2 separate regions of the Sus scrofa genome follow, and region 1 is linked to region 2. A link is a contact called in public Hi-C data. All regions are on one chromosome and are shown on one strand. Each heading gives the region's core, a stretch centred on a gene start, on an enhancer-like site or on the middle of the called end of the contact. The rest is flanking DNA. Distances are from core to core; before and after follow the strand shown. Region 1 has its middle 46 kb from the start of TARBP1. Region 2 has its middle 87 kb from the start of IRF2BP2.

Evidence for each region. Hi-C and Micro-C count contacts between places; a contact is called where the count stands out from the background.
Region 1: a contact with region 2 is called in a Hi-C map of omental adipose tissue, with 2.0 times the contacts expected there. The contact joins two enhancer-like sites. A contact is called at or near these places in 1 of 5 promoter capture datasets (liver), 15 of 47 Hi-C or Micro-C datasets (adipose tissue, alveolar macrophages, embryonic fibroblasts and 9 more) and 2 of 2 datasets of contacts at active chromatin or transcription factors (alveolar macrophages and skeletal muscle).

Annotation. Positions count from the first base shown.
Region 1 is chr14:56,620,675-56,625,953 of Sscrofa11.1, reverse strand. No RefSeq gene overlaps it. Among named protein-coding and RNA genes, the nearest start is that of TARBP1, 46 kb to the left of the region's middle. Within about 2 kb of position 2,448, at least 70 of the 83 cell types and tissues checked have an H3K27ac peak or open chromatin away from gene starts, as enhancers often do. A contact at or near this core is called in adipose tissue, liver, mesenteric adipose tissue and 4 more, where this site is marked.
Region 2 is chr14:56,455,982-56,461,141 of Sscrofa11.1, reverse strand. No RefSeq gene overlaps it. Among named protein-coding and RNA genes, the nearest start is that of IRF2BP2, 87 kb to the left of the region's middle. Within about 2 kb of position 1,516, at least 28 of the 83 cell types and tissues checked have an H3K27ac peak or open chromatin away from gene starts, as enhancers often do. A contact at or near this core is called in adipose tissue, liver, mesenteric adipose tissue and 4 more, where this site is marked.

The sequences.
Region 1 (5,279 bases), core at 1,199-3,698, 160 kb before region 2:
GGAAAGTGGAGGGAAGTCGTGCTGTTTCCACCAGCCCTTCCCCTTGTCTGCAGCTGCCCTTCCTGTCCCGCAAGCCTGGACCGTGATGACCGATGCATTCCCACCTGATACCCGGAAAGCTTTGTGCTCATCGACTGTCTCCTGAAATTTTGCCGGAAGTTCTCTGAGTGATGATAACAACAGTGACTGAGGTGTCTCCGAGTGCTTTCATGTCAGGCACTTGGCCAAATAGCCTGCAGACTTCCTCTTATTTAATCCTTACGATATTCCTTAAACTAACGGGTATGATGTCCATTTTCCAGATGAGGAAACTGAGGCTTAAAGAGGGTAAAGTCCTGCCCAGGATCACATAGCTCTCGAGTGGCAGAGCCTGGATTGCAGGAGGCTGGAACCTAACGTCCTGGCTTGGAACCAGAGTTGCTAAACTCAGCCAGCTTTGCACCATCTCAGCCGTCAGCTGATATACAGAGCTTGCAGGGAGGGAAGAGGTGAAGGATGAGGAAAACTTATTCTGGATGTAAAAGCCTGCGTGCAGGTTAACAGGCTCCTTTCCACTTCCTTATACGTGTCTATGTTATTTTCCCTCTTGGTTCCCAAGGCTAAAGGAGCAAGAGTCTAGTTCAAGGCTGCCCCAGAGCTGTTCAGGTTCTCTGCCTTTGGCCCCGCAGTGACCGCTGGGCTTCCTGTGCTGCCTCTCCAGTCCTGCCAGGGGATAAGTGCAGTCTGGGTCTTGCGTGCCGGGCCAGTCCAGGTGGAGGGCAGACAGGCTCTCCTGTGGGCACCCAGCAAAGCCAGGAGAAGTGAGATGTGTCCAGGTGCCCCTCCCCCTCCTCTCCTGAGTTGAACTTCATCCTTATGCTCAGAACCAGGCTGCCCACAGTCTCAGTGGTCCTCGAGCATCACACTCCACTGGAAAGCGCACTGACCGCACAAAGAAGACCAGCTTCTGCCCCACCTGGCCCTTCCCCTGAAGGAGAGCAGGCAGCTATGCTGAGATAGGCTCAGGCCAGGGAGAGAGACCTATTCTCCTCCTAGGCCTGACACCAACTTGGCCACACCAGCAAACTCATTCAGCTTCTCTGGGCCTCGGATTTCTCATTCTTAAAACAAATGATGATCTTGGGTTTCACTAAGTCTCTAAAAATTCTTTTCAGTTCTAAAACCCAGGGATTCTACACCTCTCCCCTTCTGGGCAGCCCCAATTCCCTTCTCCTCCGGTGAACCAGCGGGGACCTTCTTCAGTGGGGATGATGGCGGGGCTCCCAGGAGGCCGGACACCAAGGGAACAGGAACGGCAGGACAGAAGGGGGATTGTTCCGTCAGCTGGCAGAGGAGGAAGCAGAGCTCTTAGCAGCCCCCGCCCAGAGGCAGAGCCCGGGGCAGCAGACTCTCAGTGCTCTTGGCGTATTTCCGCCGGAAAAAACCCGCGACCCCCCACCAGCTGGTGGTGAAAGGCGCCCCTCTGCATTGGGTCTGATGCTCAGGCAGGCAGAAGTGGCTTCCCCCCCAAATCCTCCCTCAAAGTCACTTGCGATTAATTTAATTTCATAACCTACCTCCCACCCTACCCCCCAACCCCACACCAAATGACTTCTCTCCAAATTTACGATGTTCGAACTATTGACGGAGATTAACTGCTATAGCAACTGCACAACAGTCTGGAAGGTTATTGTGCAGTGGGAAGTCACTCAACTTCAAGGAGCTATGTTTACTTTCGGAAAGAGAAGGAAGGGATGTTAGCTTTGGCTATGGGACTCTTCAAAGTAAAAGATTTCAAGATGAAAGTGGAGATCAAGTTACCAGAACAGCAAATAAAGACCTCGGGAAAATGAGGAAATAGCTATCACGTGGGTAACGGGTGACAAATCTTTCTTATCTGTGGCTGGGGGTAAGGAGGGAACAACACTCAAGGTCACTGCCCACGTGTTCTTCCGTCTCACCCGCAGACTTTCTCAGAGCAAGGTCAGAGGGCGAATCATACATGGGGGCAAATTCCAGCCGGGTCTTTCAACCAGCCACTGTGCCCTGTGAAATGTCACACTGGAACAGGATAATTGGATGGTTTGGAGAAGCTGCAGAGGGAATCAGGGCTTTTCCCAAAGAAGATAAAAGCAGAGAAGCAGCGCCCAGCCTGAAACCAGCTGCCCCGTTTGTTCAAAAAACAGGTCTTCTAACACCGAGAAGCAGAAATCGAAACCTCTTTAAATCCCCTAGAATGTTTCGAACAAAACACCTATTTCATGAAAGAAATTGCATTTTAAAAGATCACGCCAACAGAATGTCCCAGCTGCTTGGTCACCTAAGTGTTTTTGGAAAAGGAAAAGAGCTATTCAGCATTAAAGATTCAGGAATGTCTGTTGACATATTAAGGAAACAACCTCAGGGGACAGCTGACAAGGCTCCAAGAAGCATTACCAAGGGAACGGTGACGCAAACGTGTTCCGTTTTTACAGGCTGGCGCTCCGCCAGGCTCCCTCGCCTGACGGCTGATGTCATGCTAATCCCTATCTGGGTTAGCGTCGCTTGGATATCAACTCAAGCGGCACAGTCAGCTGCAATCAATAGCAGGCTCCTTTTATAGAAGATAGTAAAGGAAAAAATACGTATACACAGAAAGAGAACTCCGGATTCCAGTGTGCTCAAACCTATACATTGTGCCAAAAATGGGGAAGGAAAAGAAATGAAGGTCCAATACAAATCTGGCAGTTCCTGTTGTGGCTCGGTGGAACCGAATCTGACTAGCATCCATGAGGACACATGTTCGATCCCTGGCCTCGCTCAGTGGGTTAAGGATCCGGCATTGCCATGAGCTGTGGTGTAGGTTGCAGATGCGGCTCCGATCTGGGGTTGCTGTGGCTGTGGTGTAGGCCGGCAGCTACAGCTCAGATTAGACCCCTGGCCTGGGGACCTCCATGTGCTGCAAGTGCAGCCCCAAACAAACAAACAAAAAACAAATCTAAGCCACACCTGACATAGTCAGGGTCTTTTCTGTAGAGTAAGTCCTATTGTTGATGAAAGATACTACTATTTCATGATATTAGTTTTTTGTGTGTTTTTTTAGCATAACTAAGATGTGCCTAATTCCCAGTTGAGCTAAATGAGGATGGAAGAAAACAGAAGACATTAGGTGGGAATGTGAAAATAATGATTTTTTTCATTATTGAACAAATGGGCTGATTCCTTTTAAACCTATGCGTGAAATATTGCTTTTCAAAAATTTCTGTCTTCAAGACCACTGCTTTTCAATTATTTTAGAATAAATAAGGAGAAGAAGAATTATGCAAATTTTCATCAGGCTTGGATTGAATGCGTATGTCAAGTGTCCTCCGTAATGCGCTGTGGGGCCACTTTGCATTTTCTTCCTCAAGCATGGCAATTTTAACTGTCCAAGAGTGATAAAGAAGAACCCATTTTAAAAACTCACTTCAATTATGCATATTCTCTTTCTTTACTAGGTTATACTCCGAGGGAAGGGAACTCTGTCGTCTTTCAGAGCAGACCAACAACAAAAGCATTTTTGATTCCCAGATTTTCAGAGTATAAATAATAACGATCATAAAATTGGGTTGGGAGTGAGAGGGAAGGATGAACACCAGTGGAGATAGTGGCGTTATTTTTTGTTTGAGTTTATTTTAAAGCTTTGTTGAAGTAGAGTGGATTTACAAGTTTGTGATCATTTCTGCTGTACAGCAAAGTGATTCAGTGATACATGTACACCCCTCCATTCTCTTTCAGATACTTTCCCCACATAGACGATCACAGTGTATTGGTTAGAGTTCTCTGTGCTATACAGCAGGTCCTCGTTGGCCAATCATTCCATATACCACAGGGTGCCTATGCCAATCCCAAATCCCCAGTCCACCCCTTCCTCCCCTCCCCTGTCTGCTTTGATAACCACTGTTCGTTGCAGCACTAGCCACAATCGCCAAGACATGGAAGCAACCTAAATGTCCAGTGACAGAGGAATGGATAAAGAAGATGTGGTGCATATATGCACTGGGATCTTCCTCAGCCATAGAAAGAATGAAGTAATGCATTTCAGCAACAAGGCTGAACCTAGAGATTATCATGCTAAGTGAAGTTAGTCAGACCATGCAAGACAAACATCATATGATATTGTTTATAGGTGGAACCTTAAGGAAGGATACCAATGAACTTATTTGCAGAACAGAAACAGACTCACGGGCTTTGAAAAACTTGCAGTAAGCAGAATTACTTTTAATAATAACGAGAAGGGATAATGACGATGACATAGCACATTGGATGCATGAATAAATGAAGTCCATAAAGCTGTCAGTGAGGTGATAAAAATGACACATTATTCATCTCTTACATGTTTGTAACACTTTCCTTCTAAGGTAGTGGGTTTGTTTTTTTTCCCCCCACCCTAAGGGATGTTTAAGCTTTGGGGAGTCTATAGACCGTATGAACTTATATGAAAAGTTGGTAGGTATATACCTATTTTTCTGGGAGGTAGGTTCTCACCTTTCATTGAATGCTCAAAAGGATCCAAAGGCCCCTCAATGTTTAAAACTGATGAATTCTCAGGAGTTAAAAATCCTTCAGAAGTTTGATCTCAATTATCCTTCACCTCCCAGTGTGATAATTTATTTACAGGTAGAGAAAGTAAGAAATGGAGAGGCTAAGTTGCTTGCCCAATGTCAGTGAAGCAGCCCGGTCTATTATTATCTGTGACACCAGATCAGATGGCCCCCTTAAATGAGCTTCTGTGGCATGTTCATTGGTCAAGAATGTTCCTGCTGAGCACTACTTACAAGGGAGGGACCAGAGGAAGCTTAGAATGCCTGCTGATGAGGTCAGTGTCAACTCAACTGATGTAACCCCCCCCATGATCTTCCATGCCCGCCCACTCTTCCTTCCCCCTTACCCACAACCCCACTGCCCAAAGTCTCCTTTCAGCCAGGCCAAGGCTAAGCAGAAGATTCAACTGCGGTATGTCAACCTTTTAAGTCTCCCACAAGAATGTAATTTTAGTATCACCTTTCTCTGATAAAGGCAACGTTTTCTTCAGAATCTTGAAACACTTTACATTGAACAGAAAGGATACAGGACAGGAAGCTAGGGCTCGCAGGTAAGAGGGAAGTTCCCATCACTGTAGCATGCAAATGTAGTTCTCCAACGCACAGCCTGGTCTGTTCTATGTTGACCTACACCAGCTCAGCCTAGGAATGGAATCCCTCATTCTCTGAGTCCAATTCCTCCTGCCTAGGGAGAGAGGCCAGACATGGATGGACCAGGAAAACCATTCAAGCCACCAG
Region 2 (5,160 bases), core at 267-2,766:
TCTGAGTGAAGCCAGGGATTGAACCTGTGTCCTCATGGATGCTAGTCAGATTCCACTGAGCCAGTACGGGAACTCCCTTACAGCCATTTAGTGTGTCCACAGTTATAATGTGTCTGCAGTTATAGTTAGTATAACCCTAACCTTAACCCTAACCTTAACCCCCAACACAGGGGACAACGCTTTAGGAGAGGAGCATTGTACTTTGGGTACCTAGAAAAAAAAATCAAATACCTTTTAAGTGAAGCTTGAGGAAGGTCTGCCTGAGAAGGTGGCATTTGATTCAAACCTTGAACAATGGGAATGAAGGCTAGTGGGATAGCAGAGAGGGTCACTTCAGGCAGAGGATGTGATGTTTTAGGAGAAGGTTTAGGAGAAACTTTTGGTCACACTGTCTTTACTTACAGGAGTAGGAATCAAGGATGAATCTAGAACACAGAGACAGGCTTCTTGGAAAATTTCCTAGAATTGAGCCTTTTATGTCTTCTTGGGTCACCAAGATTCAGGCTCCTTAAATGCTCTTAGACCAAAGGCTGGCTCCACACCCAGGAGACTTCATTAACATTTCATCCTCCCATGGCTCTGTGATGAAGGCAGTAGAACAAGCCTGCCCTTTGTTGTGAGGGGCGCTTGTGTGTGTGTCTTTTCCACGAATCTCCCCTAGTGCATCCTTGGGCAAAATGTCCTGTTGGCCTCAAGGACAGTAAACATGTCAGCCTACACTGATGAGAGGTAATTAAGCAACCCTATGATATACTCATGTTGCAGGGTCCTGCTTGGAGTTCCATCACAAAGACCCTATCGTCTCTCTTTTAGAAAGACCTCACGTCTCGATTTAAGGGTTTTTTGAAACTATTGGATTATATTGAAAATTTCGTAGAAAGACAGGGCCTCGGTAAAAAAAAAAAAAGAGGAATGTGAACTTTAAATATAGGTGGATGAGGGAGTTCCCGTTGTGGCTCAGTGGAAACGAATCCAACTAGTATCCATGAGGATGCAGGTTCAATCCCTGGCTTCGCTCAGTGGGTTGGTGAGCCATCAGCTTCAGTGTAGGTGGAAGATGTGGCTCAGATCCCCTTTTGCTGTGGCTGTGGGGTAGACTGGCAGCTGCAGCTCTGATTTGACCCCTAGTCTGGGAATGTCCGTATGCTGCAGGTGCGGCCCTAAAAAGCAAAAAAAAAAAAAAAAAAAAAAAGAGTTGGGTGATTTTTTATAATCCCAACTTTGAATGAAGGCAAAGGAGCTTAATTTAAACAAATGAATGATTAGAGTTGCCTACCAATATATAAACATCATAATTTAAAATGTAATCATCATTCTTCTCCATTCAGCCATTATCCTGGTCTGATTTCTAGCCCTGTTCTTTCTACACAAGAGCTAAGGATTTGGCCTGTTTTAACAGCCACTTTTTTTTTTTTTTTCTTTTTTTTTTTTGGCAAACAGCAGGACAGAACACACTGCAATCAAATCAGCCTCTAAGTTGGCCCCAAACATCAAATGGGCCTGGGCATGATGGCGTATTTTCAGGCACATATAAACTTGGCCTGTATTCCTCAGGGCGTGAGTCTGGCACCTCTCTGGATCAGTAAATAGGCTTTTTGAAAAGCCCAAACAAACCATAAGGAAATCCTGCATTCTGAAACAAAAGGTATAAAAGCTAAGTAAAGACACACACTGCCATTGTCTGCTTTGCCAGGATGTGAGCTGTTGCCTTGGGAGAAAGATAACATGAAAGAGGCCATAATTGCAGGGCCAAGACTGCAGGCCCCACAAAAACAGGACGAAACATAGCAAAAGCGGGGGAAAAAAAAAAAAAAAAAGAGAGCTCCATGTGCTCTCAGCTGAGCCAGGAGAGAAAAAAAAAAAATCAAAAGAGCAACTCCTTCTTTAGCGTGTTCAAGAAATGGAGACAGAGGGCGAGGAAAATGAGGAAGATCACCAGGATTAAGTTAAAGTTTTCAGGAAAAACACAGGGCAGGAGAAAGAAAGAAAGAGAAAAAAACAAAACAAACAAACAAACAAAAAAAAACACCAGGCAGAACAGCTAAAGGAAGTAAGGGGAAGAGGACATGTTTTTTTAAACACATTTGCTTTTTTTTTTCTTTTCTTTTTTTGTTCAAGGGGAGGAGTGTGGAAAAAGAAAAAATAGGGCCATTTCATGAATGAGGAGAGGGTTGAAAGCTAGACAGACGGTTCCACATTAGCTGAGCTTCTAGATGGCTCTTTAAAAAGTATCTTAAACCAGGAACATGAAGATAAGGGCTAAGGACAATTGGGAAATAATGAAGATGTTGTCAATAAACTATTGATAAGGAGGGGTTAAAGGAGTATTTAGAGAAATTGAAGATATGCAAATGAGAGGCTGAAATAACACATGCATCCCAGGGTATTTAGTGGAACAGGCTCAAGAATTTGCGACACTATGAGGCAATTACTATTATTTTTTTAGTTGAAGTGTAGTTGATTTACAATGTTATGTTAGTTTCTGGAGTGCAGCAAAGTGATTCCTATATATATATATATTTTTTTACACATATCTTTTATATTTATATAGATATATCTTTCTATATATATCTTTTTCAGATGATTTTCCATTATAGGTTATTACAAGATATAATGCCCTATGCTATATTGTAAATCTTTGTTGGTTATCTATTTTATATATAGTGGTGTGTATCTGTTAATCCTAAACTCCTAATGTAACCCTTCCCCCATCCTTTCCCCTTTAGTAACTGTGAGATTGTTTTCTAGAGGCAATTATTTTTAATGCCATCCTGTGCAAAGGGGGTACTAAACACAGGTGTCTTAACACGACATTGCATCTCACGTTGCTGTGATGCATGATAAATGCATTTGCTGTTCTCAGAGTCACACATATTAGTCTGGGTCTTATCCTTACCTCCTCTCTCAGTAACAATATGAGAGGCTTAACTAAAGCAAAAGGAGTTTAAAAATGCTGTTTAGTATTAAATAGAACCTGCCCTCCCCCCCAAAAAAAAGGAAACTGAGGCATTGGGTAATCAAGGGAATGGTTGAAAGATCCAAGACTGAGTCAACGACTGAGTTATGACCCATTTTCCAGAATTCAGACATCTTCCAAAAGAAGAAAGCGCACAGAGGTAAGCTGGGTCTCAGGTGCGAATACAGATGGGTTCACTACTGGAAGCCACCAGCGCAGGGAGCCAGCCTGGAAGCGGACCTTGGTCTGCATCCACGACTCGGCCACCGCCAGAGCTGGTTTTTCCAGCCCCTTTCCTGCTCCCAGGTGGCAGAGCTAAAAATCAGGACACCAGCTCATTCTTTCAGTCCCCATTCCAAGCAAATCTCAGGTGGACTCTAGCTATGCTTTGTGAATTGCACCTGCCAGAGCTGCACAGCCAAGCAAGAGGAGGGAAATGCCTTAGTGGTTTCTGCACATAGACCAGACCAAGGGAGAAATTAACCTTAAGCTAGTGAACAACAAAAGTGTGCTTTGAGAAGTCAAATGAAGGAGGTGATGGTGGTTAGCGGACGGCCCTACACACCTTGTGTGTGTGTCTTGCTGAATCACTCTGTCCAAAGCTGGCAGGTGACAGACACAGGGTTACCTCCTGGATCGGTCTCTGGGGGTCCCTCCAGTTTCTGCGTCTCCAGACTGGGCAGTGCATGCAAGGTCTCCCCTGCTCACACCTGTTACTCATCCCAGCCACCTGATCTGAAGCGTCCTTGGGGACAGTGTTTTCACTCTGCCTGCTCTCTTGTGCTGGTGGATCGATGACAGTCAGCAAAGAACAAGCTGTGCCAGAGAAGAACGTCCTCTTCCTCTGGGCTGACTCAGCTTGGGACAGGAAGACCGGGGCATCTGGCATTTGGTGAAGCCCTTGATTGTCCCTTACGAAATATTAACCGAAATGGATTGGCGTTGGCCTCGTTCTGAGAAGGTCACCCAGGATGCGTTTGAAAGGAAGAGGCCCTGTGTCAACAAAGAGGAGTGATAAGCAGCCCGCCATTTCTCTGAACTGATGCGCCCGATGATCGTGTACCGCAGGCTCGGTTTTATATCTCTCCACAGATCAGTGTGCTTTTATGACAACCATCTCCATAGCAACCAGGTGTCCAGACACTAAATGGATCATGGGGATATGAAATCTCAGCCTGGGAAGGAAAGCCCACCCCGCCGCCCGACTGCCATTTCCGAGGCGCTGTTTTAGGATGAGGGCTGTTGGGTGGGTCCAGGGGACATGGGTGGCCTTCCCTAGGGCCCTGCTTAGCACAGGGACAGCCGGATGGCGGAGGAGCATTTTTTTGATTATGTTTACTAATGACCCAGAAGAAAGGGTAAATAACAGGTCATTGAGACACTGATGAAACCAAATGGGAAAGAGCTGCAAACACCAGAGAGACCAGAGAAATTATGTCAGTGGCAGTGGAGGAAAGAACCTGGGGAGGGTTATCCTGGGAACCCCGGAGTTAGTACTTCTGGGGGCCCGAGAGTCCCAAATGAGAAGGTGAACAATGCAGGGATTGTTTGGTGGGATCTGGGAGAGAAAGATGACAAGTAAGCTTAACACAGGGAAACATACCAGAACGGATAGTGAGGAGCTCAGGGAAGGGGCCGTCAGCCCAGGCTCCCCTGAGTGGTTGAGATGAATCCAGACAGCTGACCCTGGGAGGCTCAGAGGGAGGTGGTGGGGATGCAGCCCAGGATGCAGGGTGTCCACAGAGCAGCATCCTCAGGGCTGGAGGCAGCTGTGCCATGAGTCACACTGACTTCTCCCCAAAGGTGAGTCTCAACAGTCCTGCCATACCTGGAGCTTCTTTTGTTCAGCAATGATGTCCACATGCTGACAGTGCATGGAGGGCAGAGCGGGAAGGAAGGCACGGACAGATACAGTGGAACAAAAGGAGATGTAGTTGGGACCTCCGGGAAGAATTTTCCCGAGTGACATCTAAATAGGCTGCAAATGGCCCTTTGGAGGGAACTCCCATCCCTTGTCATAATCTAAACCAGGACCGGACTGGGAGGGGTGGCAACACATGGGTGTCAGGGGGAGGGCGGGGCCACCCCGCTTCTTTGTCTCGTCAGCCCATGACCCACGGGGTTGAGGCTTAAATGTGCCATTCGTCTACTGCACGAGGATCCTTGAATCCCCACACTAGGTGTGTCCATTGAAGAGAGTTCTG